3 separate regions of the Sus scrofa genome follow, and regions 2 and 3 are each linked to region 1. The links are chromatin contacts, called in public Hi-C maps. All regions are on one chromosome and are shown on one strand. Each heading gives the region's core, a stretch centred on a gene start, on an enhancer-like site or on the middle of the called end of the contact. The rest is flanking DNA. Distances are from core to core; before and after follow the strand shown. Region 1 has its middle 11 kb from the start of TEX44. Region 2 holds the start of NCL (nucleolin). Region 3 holds the start of PTMA (prothymosin, alpha).

Region 1 (3,401 bases), core at 254-2,753:
AGAAGAGAAGGAGGGAGCCGAACAATCTGTTGATAGTATCCTGGCTCCCTTGGGAGCCCTGAACTCCCTCCCCACTGCATCTGGAGGCTCCCCAGCAGCTAAAAGCTGCTTTTCCCACAAAATCAGGCCAGACTCCAGATGAGGCCAGATGGTTGCACAAGGTCTCACAGAGCCCAGACCTAGGCTCCAAGCCTGGGAAGTGCCCATCATCACACGTGTGTGGGCGTGTCTGCGAACGTACTGCCCACAATCAGACCATGTACTTTGGAAAGATCTGAGGCGTTCTGAAGTGTTTTCTCTCCAACTCCATGCTTTGAAAATTATTCCTTTGAATCTCTGATTTTTTTTTTTTTTTTTTTTTTTTTTTTTTTTTTTTGCCACTCTTGTGGCATGTGGAAGTTTCTGGGCCAGGGACTGAAACCAAGCCACAGTAGTGACAATGCCAGATCCTTAACCACTAGACCACCGGGGAACTCCTAGACGTCTGAATATTAAATATCACCTAAAACACATGTTTTGTTTCTGATCACATGTATTTTATTACTGCTTGTCAAAATACAGTGGGGGATTTTTGGGGTTTTTTGGGTTTTTTTTTTTTTTTTGTCTTTTCTAGGGCCGCACCCGTGGCATATGGAGGTTCCCAGGCTAGGGGTCTAATCGGAACTGTAGCCACTGGCCTCTACCTGGAAGAGTACCACCGGGGTTACCCCTGGTCTAAGATGGGTAAGTTGGGGCAGAGGGGGGCAGGACATAGCGGCAGATTGTTGCTGGCCCCTGAGGGGTTCTGGGCCTTATCTCCCAGACTGGGCTTTGGGATTCAGCAATTTATGATCTGCTATGGTGTGAAGCAGAAATGGGCGGGGAGATGGAGGAGCCTCAGAACAACACCCACGCCAGAAACTATGGGAAATGGTCAGCTAGGCACCTCCCTCCCCCTTCCTCCCACCCAGGGGTGGCCTGGCCGAACCGCACCCAGGCAGGGCCCAGTAAACACGGATCGCATCATCATAGCACAGACGCCAGGGGCAGGCACAGGAGTGGAGGAGGGGACCAGGAACCGGAGCAGAGTGTGCGAGCAGGGCCTCGTGTCTCCTCCCGCAAGGCAGGTGGCCAAGCGCGACTGAGATGTCCTGGGCGACTGCAGGGGAGGGGCCTGGGACGGTGCCGCCACCTGCTCCTTGTTACCAGAGCAGGAGCCCAGGTTGAGGCCTGGTGAGCAATGAGACTGGAATCCAAAAGGGGGCCGTCAGATGGGAACAAGGGCCTCTCTCTGGGAGAGAAATCCCAAGGGCTGTGCAGCGCACTTAGGCCACCACCGGGCCCTCGCCGGGCGGCCCGAAGCCAGGCGGCGACCTTTCCTCCGCTGGGACTGGTTCCCTTCCGCCGCGGAAAGGAGCAGCCCCGGATCACAGCGGAGGGCGCCGCCCAGCAGGCAAGGGGCGGCGAGAACAGCGCCGGCGGGTCGGGGGCATCCTCCACCCTGCCCAGCCCCGCTGTCTCCATGGCGACGGCGACCTCTCCGCGGAGGCGGGGAGAGCTGGAGGCTGGAGGGAGAGTTTCTGCCGGTTGCTATGCAACGGCCCGATGACGTCAGGCGATTGAGTTTGGTTCCCAAGGTAACTGGCCGGGGCAGCAGGGCCGGGAACTATTTGTGTCTGTCCCCAGAGGGTCTGCGGAGCCCCCGGGGTCTGGCGCAGCTGAGGAAATGCGCTCCTGGCCGGCGGGCAGGCGGGGGACGGAGCACAGAGGCCCTTTCAGCTCTCGGAGGCCGGCGACCCAGGCAGGGCGGGGTCTGCGCCCAAAGCAGGGCTCCCCAACTTGGCTCCCCGCTGCCCGGGTTTTCTCCCCACTCCTGCCCAGGAGGCCCCTGGACGCCAGGCTTTGTCTGACTTATAAACGCTCTCCTGGGTAAACTCCCTGAAGAAAAGCGCTTCTGTTTGTAGCAGTCTGGCCCCGCACTGTCACCCTCACTGGCACACAGTAGGCGCTCAGCATGGCCTTCCTGTGGGCCCGTGGACATTCACTCCCCTTCCAGAGTACATGAGATGCCTCTGGCACTCGGAACCCCTTGTCAGGTTGGGATCTCCAGCGCCTTGGAACCTGTCCTCCTGGCCTGGTGAGAGCAGATCAGCAGGTCAGGTTCCATAATGTGGGGGTCACAGTACAAAAATAAAATGAGAGGCCCCTTGTTCAAAAATGACTGCGGGAGTTCCCCTGTGGCACAGTAGGTTAAGGATCTGGCTTTTGGCACTGCAGCGGCTGGGGTCACTGCTGTGGTGTGGGTTCAATCCCTGGCTGGGGAACTTCCACATGGCATGAGTATGGGGGAAAAAAAGAAAAAGAAAAATGAGCGCAGGACAAGGGAAAAGCTAGGGAACAGACCCTCGTCCTGCCCACTGAGAGTAAACTGCGAGAGTGAAAGTGACAAGTACATGTGTAAACTGAGGCAGGTGGCACCAGTCACAGAGGAGGGAGGCTGAGGTTCCGAGCCGGAGAGGAAGGAGGTGAGGGACAAGACACTGCGGGAGCAGAGAGAACGTGACGGGTGAGAAGGCAGTGACCTAAATTTGGGCCCAAGACCTGGCCCAGGCCAGCCTGGGGGACCCTCGGGACTCAGCCGTGTAACTAGGTCTCAGGACTTAAGTGACACAGTCTATCCAGGCCTCTCAGGCTCCTCCCTCCTAATGGTACCTGTCACAACAGGGTAACACCCAAGCCTCTGACAGCCTGTCTCCAGGCCAGGCTGGACTCAGAGACACGGTATCTGAACCCAGGCCACAGAGAACAAGCTGAGCATCCAGAGCAGCTGTTGGCGAAGGAGCCAGGGCGCCCTGCCTGTCCCACCCAAGCCAGGCATCTGCCCCCTCCGGGCAAATCTTCATGTCTCTTATCAACAGTCTGACAGCTTGGATGGCAGGCGGCATCTGGCCTCTCTCAGAGAGTGGCCCCGGGGCTGGCTTTCCCGGGCAGTGCGTCTCCACAGCCCGATCCTCTCTTGAAAAGAGCCTCCAGCTCTCGTCCTCTCCTCCTCTCTGGACGAACCCGACTCTGTGATCTCAGTTTCACACACAGGACCTGTTCAAGGACTCACCCGGGGAGTTCCCCTTGTGGCTTAACAGGTTAAGAACCTGACTAGTATCCTTGAGGACACGGGTTCAAACCCTGGCCCTTGCTCAGTGGGTTAAGGCTCCCTCATTGCTGCAAATGGCTCAGAGCTGGCTTTGCTGCGGCTGTGGTGTAGGCCGGCAGCTACAGCTCGATTCGACCCCTATCCTGGGATTTCCATATGCCGCAGGTGTGGCCCTAAAAAAAATAAATAAATAAAAGGAGTCACCCAGGTCCACTTCTCCTCCCACCTCTCCCAGATGGTCTCTGGGAAACGATCCTGGCCCGAGGAACCA
Region 2 (3,401 bases), core at 256-2,755, 100 kb before region 1:
ACCTCCTTTGGGGGAGGAGCCATTTTCTTGGGGTCGCCTTGATTTTTACCGGCCTAAAACAGACACAAACATAAGTGCGTTACACCTTCCACATTTCTGACCATTCTTCATAGTAAAATGGCAGTCATCTTGCTTAAAACCCCCTTTTCATACTTAAATACAATTAACACAAAAACTATTCTTGATATCAATGTTAATATTAGTAGACAAATTCTAAACTCCCCGCATATTTCCTGTCAGGTTCTACAAATACCAACCTTAGGTAAAAAGTCAAGGAAACACTCTCCCTCTCCCTGCTGCCTTCCCTAAGCGCACCCGTTTTATAACTATACCCCCAGATCCTTGAATAACGGCCAAAAAATTTTTCATATAGCCTACAATCAGACCTCTGTAACCGCAAGTATGAATAGCCCTTCAGCCAGGAGAAAATACCTTAAAAAAAAAAAAATCCTTGGGGTTAAAGTGTGGCACTTAATTCCACCCCCCTCATCTGGATTTAAATTAAGGCAGCCTTTAAAAAAGAATTTGCACAGAGTTTCCGGGTGGCTCAGCGGGTCAAGGATCTGGCATTGTCACTGCTGTGGCTCAAGTCACTGCTGTGGTGCGGGTTCAATCCCTGGCCCAGGAAAGTTCTGTATGCTACCGATGCGGCAAAAAAGTAAAAAAAAAAAAAAAATTTAAACAATTCACATCTTAACCTTTAATCTTCCACTAAGTCTTTCCCCGAGGTATCAACCCCGCCCCTTTCAGCCCCCGCAGGACCACGTGGAGTAACTTGCAGGCCACCATGGGCGCACAGGTTGGCGCAAAAAGCACGCGGCAGGGCCTCCTTCCTGGAGACCACCTAGAGTCCGCCCGCCCGGTCTGAGCCAAGACCCCATGGGCCGCCGCTCCCCGCCCGAGGGTCCAGTCCCCTCCGCAGGCACCGGGACCCAAGCGGCGAGGCCCACGTGGCGGGCCGCGCATGGGGACACGTGCGTCCGGAGGCGGGGCGCTGCTCCGGCCCGTCGCAGGAGTTTGCCCTCATCCGTTCACTCCGAGGCCCAGAGCCCCCTCCCCGTTCTCAACCCCTAAGTCCCACCCCGCCATATCCACCATTCGCGACACCTGCTGAAGCTCTTCACCTCGCCATCAAGCAGCCAAGAGCCGCGAGACCTCCCAGCTAATCGCGCGAGACTTCCCGCAGCATGGCGCCCTCGAACGCGCCCGGGACGGCGCGCAGGCCCTCCTGGCGGCGCCGCGCGCGCGCGCTCTCCTCGGAAAACAGGCCTCAATGTCCGTGCTCGCACCGACAAAACCTCTTACCTTTGCGAGCTTTACCATGATGGCGGCGGAGTGTGTAGCTGGCGAGTGGCGCAGGTGAGCCCAGAGGAACCCAAGCAACCTCGATGGCGGCCACTAGAACTGAAGATCCCAGAGCGCGTACGCTTAGCTGCCAGCTAGAGCTCGAGACTGAGACGAAAGACTGAGCCTGCCCAGTAATCGCCTCTGGAAAGGCGACGACGGCACCTCGTGACTCCGCTTCGACCAACCAGAGTTCGCGCTCCTCCCACAAGCCAATCGCGATCCTCTACCCGAGAACGGCGCGGGGCGGGGCGCGGGCGGGAGTGGGCGGGCCAAGGAGGCCAGAGAAGGGGGAGGGGATTCGTGGCGGCGCCCTGGGGGCGGGACCCGCTTTGTGCAAGGGCAGCGCTGATTGGACCGTGGGCGCGCGGTTCCCGGAGTGCCCATCCACTGCCCGCGCTCTCGGCGCTTGCGCCGTGGGACGGACATTTTTGGCGCCGCTTGTTCCCCGAACTCGGGGCGTTGAATATGGATGGCCTCGGGTTTCCGAACTTGTCTGGGACCCTCTCTACTAGAGAGGTCTTGCGCTTCCTGGGAGGCCTCATGCGCGGCCCCGGTCCGCACTCTTCGATAAGAATTTGCTCCTTTTATCCGCTGATGAGCCCCCCGGAAATTTAGGGTCCACCCACGTTAAGGGCCCACCTTCGTCCCGCACGCTAACGAACCAGGAGCTAGAAAGCCCCTGTGTGCTTGAGACTGCCTCCAAAGGGACTCCCAGCCAGACCACGTGCCTGAAGCTGCCGCTGGAGTTTGCTGTAAGCAGCGAGAAAACAGTATTCAATTTCAAGAAACCTTGCACTAGATAGTTTTCTCTACAGGGAGCACCTCAGTGGTCACCGGGATAGGGTGGGGAGAAGTTGTTGGTCAAGCCAACCGCAGAGCAGGGCCTTTAGCCACTCAAAAGTTTCTTCTTTGTTATTTGGACTAAAGCACCTATTAAAAAATGGTGGCTGCTACGATAGTGTCAGCAGATGGTCCAGGAGTCTGACAAAACAGTCAAAGGAAGGTACCCTGGCGAAGGCACGGAAGATTGCCTTTGCGTTGTGCTTTTGCCATTTATTCAGATGGGTCATTGTGGCAAAACTTAGTGTCAAACTTAAAACCAGAGCACTCTCGTTGGTTTAGAGCCCGTGCAGGTAGGATGATTCCGTCCTGGGCGTCTGGTACCTAACTGTTAACAAAACTGGGATACTTTCAGCTATGATGATATTTCCCCAACTGAGCTAGTGTTCAGAACCACCTCTGGAGTTTCTAATTAAAGAGGTCTGGGATTGGGCCCAGGATTTTGTATTTTAACAAGGGCCTGTGGGGATTCTTGTGAGCAATCAAGTTATTTTGCAATTCTTACTAGAACTCTCCTGAGACTAAATGAAAAGGAAGCCCACAGATACCCACTGGGGCTCTCTGATCAGCAAAGAGGCTGGGGCCAGTTCTATGGTCTGCACCCTTCTTTCTCGTGATCTGTGAGAAAGGTTTTCTGATTTTGAACTCGGATGGGGGCACAGAAAGAACTGCATAAGCCAAAGCATGGCGAAATGCAGTAAGAGCCCAGTGGTTGTTTTTCTTTTGTTGTCTTTTTAGGGCCACAACCTTTGCATGTGGAAGTTCGAGGTCTAGGGATCAAATTGGAGCAACTCAGGGTCAGAGCCGCATCAGTGCCCTACACCACAGCTCACAGCAATGCTGGATCCTTGAACCCACTGAGCAGAGCCAGGGATCGAACCCGAGTTCTCATGGATACTAGTTGGGTTCAGTACCACTGAGACACAACTGGAACCCCATGACTGTAGTGTTTACAAGCCATGTGGCACAGGGCAAGCTTAGCACACGCTTGGAAAGAGGCTGGAGAGATAAGCAGTGGGCATGGTCAAGTGACAGGGATGAGTTACAGAAATAGTGGCATGGCTGGCTTGGCATTCAGATCTCAGTTTATACCACCTCTGAAGAGGCCTTTCCCAACTCTACAGTGAGAAGTGCCCCCCACCTAGCATTTAAGGATCTGGTGTTGCCCCTGCTCTGGTGAGGGTCACTGCCGAGGCCAGGGTTCAGTCCCTGGC
Region 3 (3,401 bases), core at 665-3,164, 79 kb after region 1:
AGACTCGGGTGGCGCCCCGGCACCGCGCGCCCGTTCCCAGCTGGGCAGTGGAGCCCGGGGCCCGGAGAAGTAGCCGGGCGAGTGCGTGGTGAGTTCAATTAAGAGGGTCTCTCGGCGGGAGTGGGGCCAGTTGGCCCCTGACCTAAGAAAACCTAGAAGGGCGAGCCACTCAGCCTCTCCTCTGGCCCCAGACTTCAAGCACTGCTGGACTTGGCATCCGTCCCTTCACCATGATCCCAGACTCCGGGTTTTCGCCATTCCCAAATCCGCGGCCCCTAGAGACAGACAGCAGAACCTGCCAATGGCAGGACGCAAAGCGTCAACTTTGTGTTCGCCCGCCACTCTCAGCCAGTGCGGTCTCGTTTCGCGGGAGTCCCGCCTTCCGTGTCGGGCGCCCCCTTCTGGCAACACAGAGGTGAACCCTATCTGTCGCCATCTTGTGTGTGGCACAGGTATTTTTCTGGAACGTCTTTTCACTTATTCTAATCTTTTCTCCCATACAGCTGGTCTCTCAGTTCGAGAGCCAAGTGCACTGGTGATAAGGAGACCGTAGCCTACGGTTTGCGGGTCGTCTGCGTGGGTTAGGTCGCCACGTCACGCCACGCTTGCCGAGCCCAACGCCATTTTGAGTGTGGCGTCTTGATGGTTCCCATCTCGGGGCTCCGCGTGGTTCCCTAAATGGCGCCCCAAACTTCAAGGAGCCCCCAAGGACTAGAGCAGCGGGACTAAGCGAAGATTTGTTACCCTCAATAGCGCCCCCCGCCCCAGCAATGAATAAGTTCACGTGCCTGCAGTTCACATGCCCTCCGCAGAGCCTTAAGTAGGGTGGGAGAGGGACAGACTCGAAGGCCGGGCCCTGGAAGGATCCTAGAGGCTGTCGCGACGGCAATGACCGCCCGGAGCTGGCGCAAACCAGAATCCTAAAGTGCGGGGCCCGAGGTGTGATGCGAGGCCCGCGGGCTGTGCTGCTCGAGGGCAGAGCCCAAACTGGCCCTCGAATCCCCTCGAAGCACGAATCCCCGAGTGTGCGTGCTTGGCACAGAGCCCGCTCGTCGGCTGGCTTAGGTGATGGATGCCGGGGTTGGTGGTGGGCAACGGGGTTCCTCCCTCCCCAAAGACTCAGGGCGCCCAGGGCAGAGGGAGTAGACGTGGTAGAGGGCGGGGTGGCCCAGGTGCGCGGGTCCCAGCCTCACGCCCTCATCTCTCGTCGTGGGGTTCGCGGACCCGCGCAGGGACAATTCTTGGTGAAATGTGCCAAGGCACGGGGCGGGCGGCGGGCATCTCCACAGGCACCCTGCAGGGCACCGCCCGGGGAGAGCACAGCCCAGCACCCGGTCTTCCCCTCCCCCTCGCTGGCAGCCGTCGTATGCGCCGGCCGCCGCCTCCTCTTCCCTCCCCCTCGTTCCGATCAGCCGCGGGGAGGGGTGAGGACGGGGGGCTGGGCGGGCAGCTTTGCCGCGCTTCAGCTTTCTGCGTCAGCAGCCCCAGCAAAACAGCCACGGGAGCGCGCACCCGGAGCGCGAGCTCGCGCCCCTCCCCCACCGCAATGGTGCGGCTGAGACCCGGCAAACTCAGACCCTGAATGACAGTGCGGCGGGCGACTGCGCAGCGCGGGACGCACCAAGGCACTGCCGCTTTAAGCACGCTTGCCCATTGTTCGGAATCGAGCCAATGAGCGAGCGCCCGCTCCCTGCTCTCAGCCAATAGTATTTGGGCAAGGGAGGCCGAGCGCCGCCCACTAATCTATATTAAAGGTTCTGGCGCCGCGTGAGTTCCCCACTGGCTGGTCTGAAAAGCCATCTTTGCATTGTTCCCGTGCCCGGCTCTCCGCTCGCCGCAGCCGCCTCCGCCGCGCGCCTCTTCTGCCGCCGCGGACTCCGGCAGCTTTGTCGCCAGAGTCCTTGGACTCCCGCTTCCTTTTTTATCCGCTGCATCGGATCACCGGCGTGCCCCATCATGTCAGACGCGGCCGTGGACACCAGCTCCGAGATCACCACCAAGGTGAGTTTAGACGCCGCCCGCCCCTTCGGGGTCCGCGCGTCGCCACCGCCGGAATAGTGTTTGGCGCGCGGCAGCTGGGTGCCCCGACCCCGCTGTTGCTCTTTTCTGCGGGTAACCCGCGCGCCCCCGTCCTAGGCCCTTTGGCAGCCCACTCTTTGTGTGTGCGGGGGAGGGGGTGGGAAGCGCCGCGGGCAAGCGTGATGCCCGTCGGGGAGTGGGCCCGGGGTCCTCAGGGACCCGGGGGGGCGGGCGCGGCGGCTGAGAGGCTCTAGGGGAGGCTGTTGCAGGGCTCCCGAAACTTGTTTGTGACTCGTCTGAGTGGCGGCGAGAGGTTAGGGGCCCGGCTGAGGGTCGTCGGCCCGCGGGGCGCACGGAAATAACTTTGAAACTCGAGCGCGTTTGGAATCGGAAGTGGGGGGGGGCGCGTGTGCCGGCGCGGGCCGGCTGCGGGAAGTGGCGGCTCCGCGGCGAGAGCCCGCCGGCGGCGCTGCTCTTTGTTCGGCTCCGGGCCGCCCTGTTTCGCGCCTAGTAGTGGGTCCGAGGAGGTTTATCTGGTCTAATCTGTGATAAGGCGGTGTGGGCCGGCGGGCCGCGACGTCGGTTGTCTCCGCGGAGGTGTGAAGGTCTTCTCCGCCCTGGGTGCCCTTAGGGAGGCGGGGGTGGGCGTCTTGGTAGGGGAGTGTGCCGGGAGCAGCCGCCCAGTTTCAATAATTCACCAGCGGTGCGGGGCTGGGCTGAGGAGGCGGCGAGCCCACGCGCCGGAGGGGAGGAAACGGAAAGTGAAGGAGCGGCACGCCGGGGCGATGATGGGCGCCCCCCGCGGCTGCCGGGGGGCACCGTATGTGCGGCGGCTTCGGGGGCTAAGCCGGTGAACAAAAGCTGCGGCCGCGGCTGGCTCTTTGCGGGGTCCAGGAGTTATTGGGCCCCGGTGCTGCGGAATCATTGCCCTCGGTTGTGAGGTCCTGCGCGTTTGGCGCAGCTCCGCTCCTGCGCGCCGCGTCGGTCCCGCTGTCTCCCCTGGGGAGTGTCTCCGCCCTCGGCGGGAGCACGGCACTTTGAGGCGGGACCGCTTTTTTACCCTTCGGCCCTTGTGCGCACTCCTCTCGTGCCCCTGCGGGTGCCGACGCAAGTCACCTTGGCGTCTCCTTAACCCCTGTGCCCCTGGCGTCACCTCTGGTCTTTCCCCAGGGGCGACTCCTCCGGAGGAGCGGAGCTTGGGGTCCGGATCTCGGCAGGGGGCTCCCTTTAGCACCCTCTGGGCCCAGCCTGGGAACTAGTTTGAAGGGGAGGGTCGGTCCTCCCCAGCGCGGGCGTTCGCTTTCCTTCTAGGTGATTTCCCGCTAGGAGCAGTAAATAGCCCCGTAGAGCGCGTCTCCGCCAGCCACGGGCTACGGGACTCA

The links. Hi-C and Micro-C count contacts between places; a contact is called where the count stands out from the background.
Region 2: a contact with region 1 is called in a Hi-C map of mesenteric adipose tissue, with 2.3 times the contacts expected there. The contact joins the promoter of NCL here to the enhancer-like site in region 1. A contact is called at or near these places in 4 of 47 Hi-C or Micro-C datasets (embryonic fibroblasts, liver, mesenteric adipose tissue and 1 more) and 1 of 2 datasets of contacts at active chromatin or transcription factors (alveolar macrophages).
Region 3: a Hi-C map of skeletal muscle shows a contact between it and region 1, with 3 times the contacts expected there. The contact joins the promoter of PTMA here to the enhancer-like site in region 1. A contact is called at or near these places in 4 of 5 promoter capture datasets (fetal liver, fetal skeletal muscle, liver and 1 more), 29 of 47 Hi-C or Micro-C datasets (adipose tissue, alveolar macrophages, blood and 14 more) and 2 of 2 datasets of contacts at active chromatin or transcription factors (alveolar macrophages and skeletal muscle).

Annotation. Positions count from the first base shown.
Region 1 is chr15:132,275,643-132,279,043 of Sscrofa11.1, forward strand. No RefSeq gene overlaps it. Among named protein-coding and RNA genes, the nearest start is that of TEX44, 11 kb to the left of the region's middle. Within about 2 kb of position 1,504, at least 67 of the 83 cell types and tissues checked have an H3K27ac peak or open chromatin away from gene starts, as enhancers often do. A contact at or near this core is called in adipose tissue, alveolar macrophages, brain and 10 more, where this site is marked.
Region 2 is chr15:132,172,709-132,176,109 of Sscrofa11.1, forward strand. NCL (nucleolin) reads right to left here and starts at 1,506. Exons shown (of 14, transcript XM_021074959.1): 1 at 1,306-1,506; 2 at 1-53. The coding sequence starts at 1,323.
Region 3 is chr15:132,354,644-132,358,044 of Sscrofa11.1, forward strand. PTMA (prothymosin, alpha) reads left to right here and starts at 1,915. Exons shown (of 5, transcript NM_001160086.2): 1 at 1,915-2,001. The coding sequence starts at 1,957.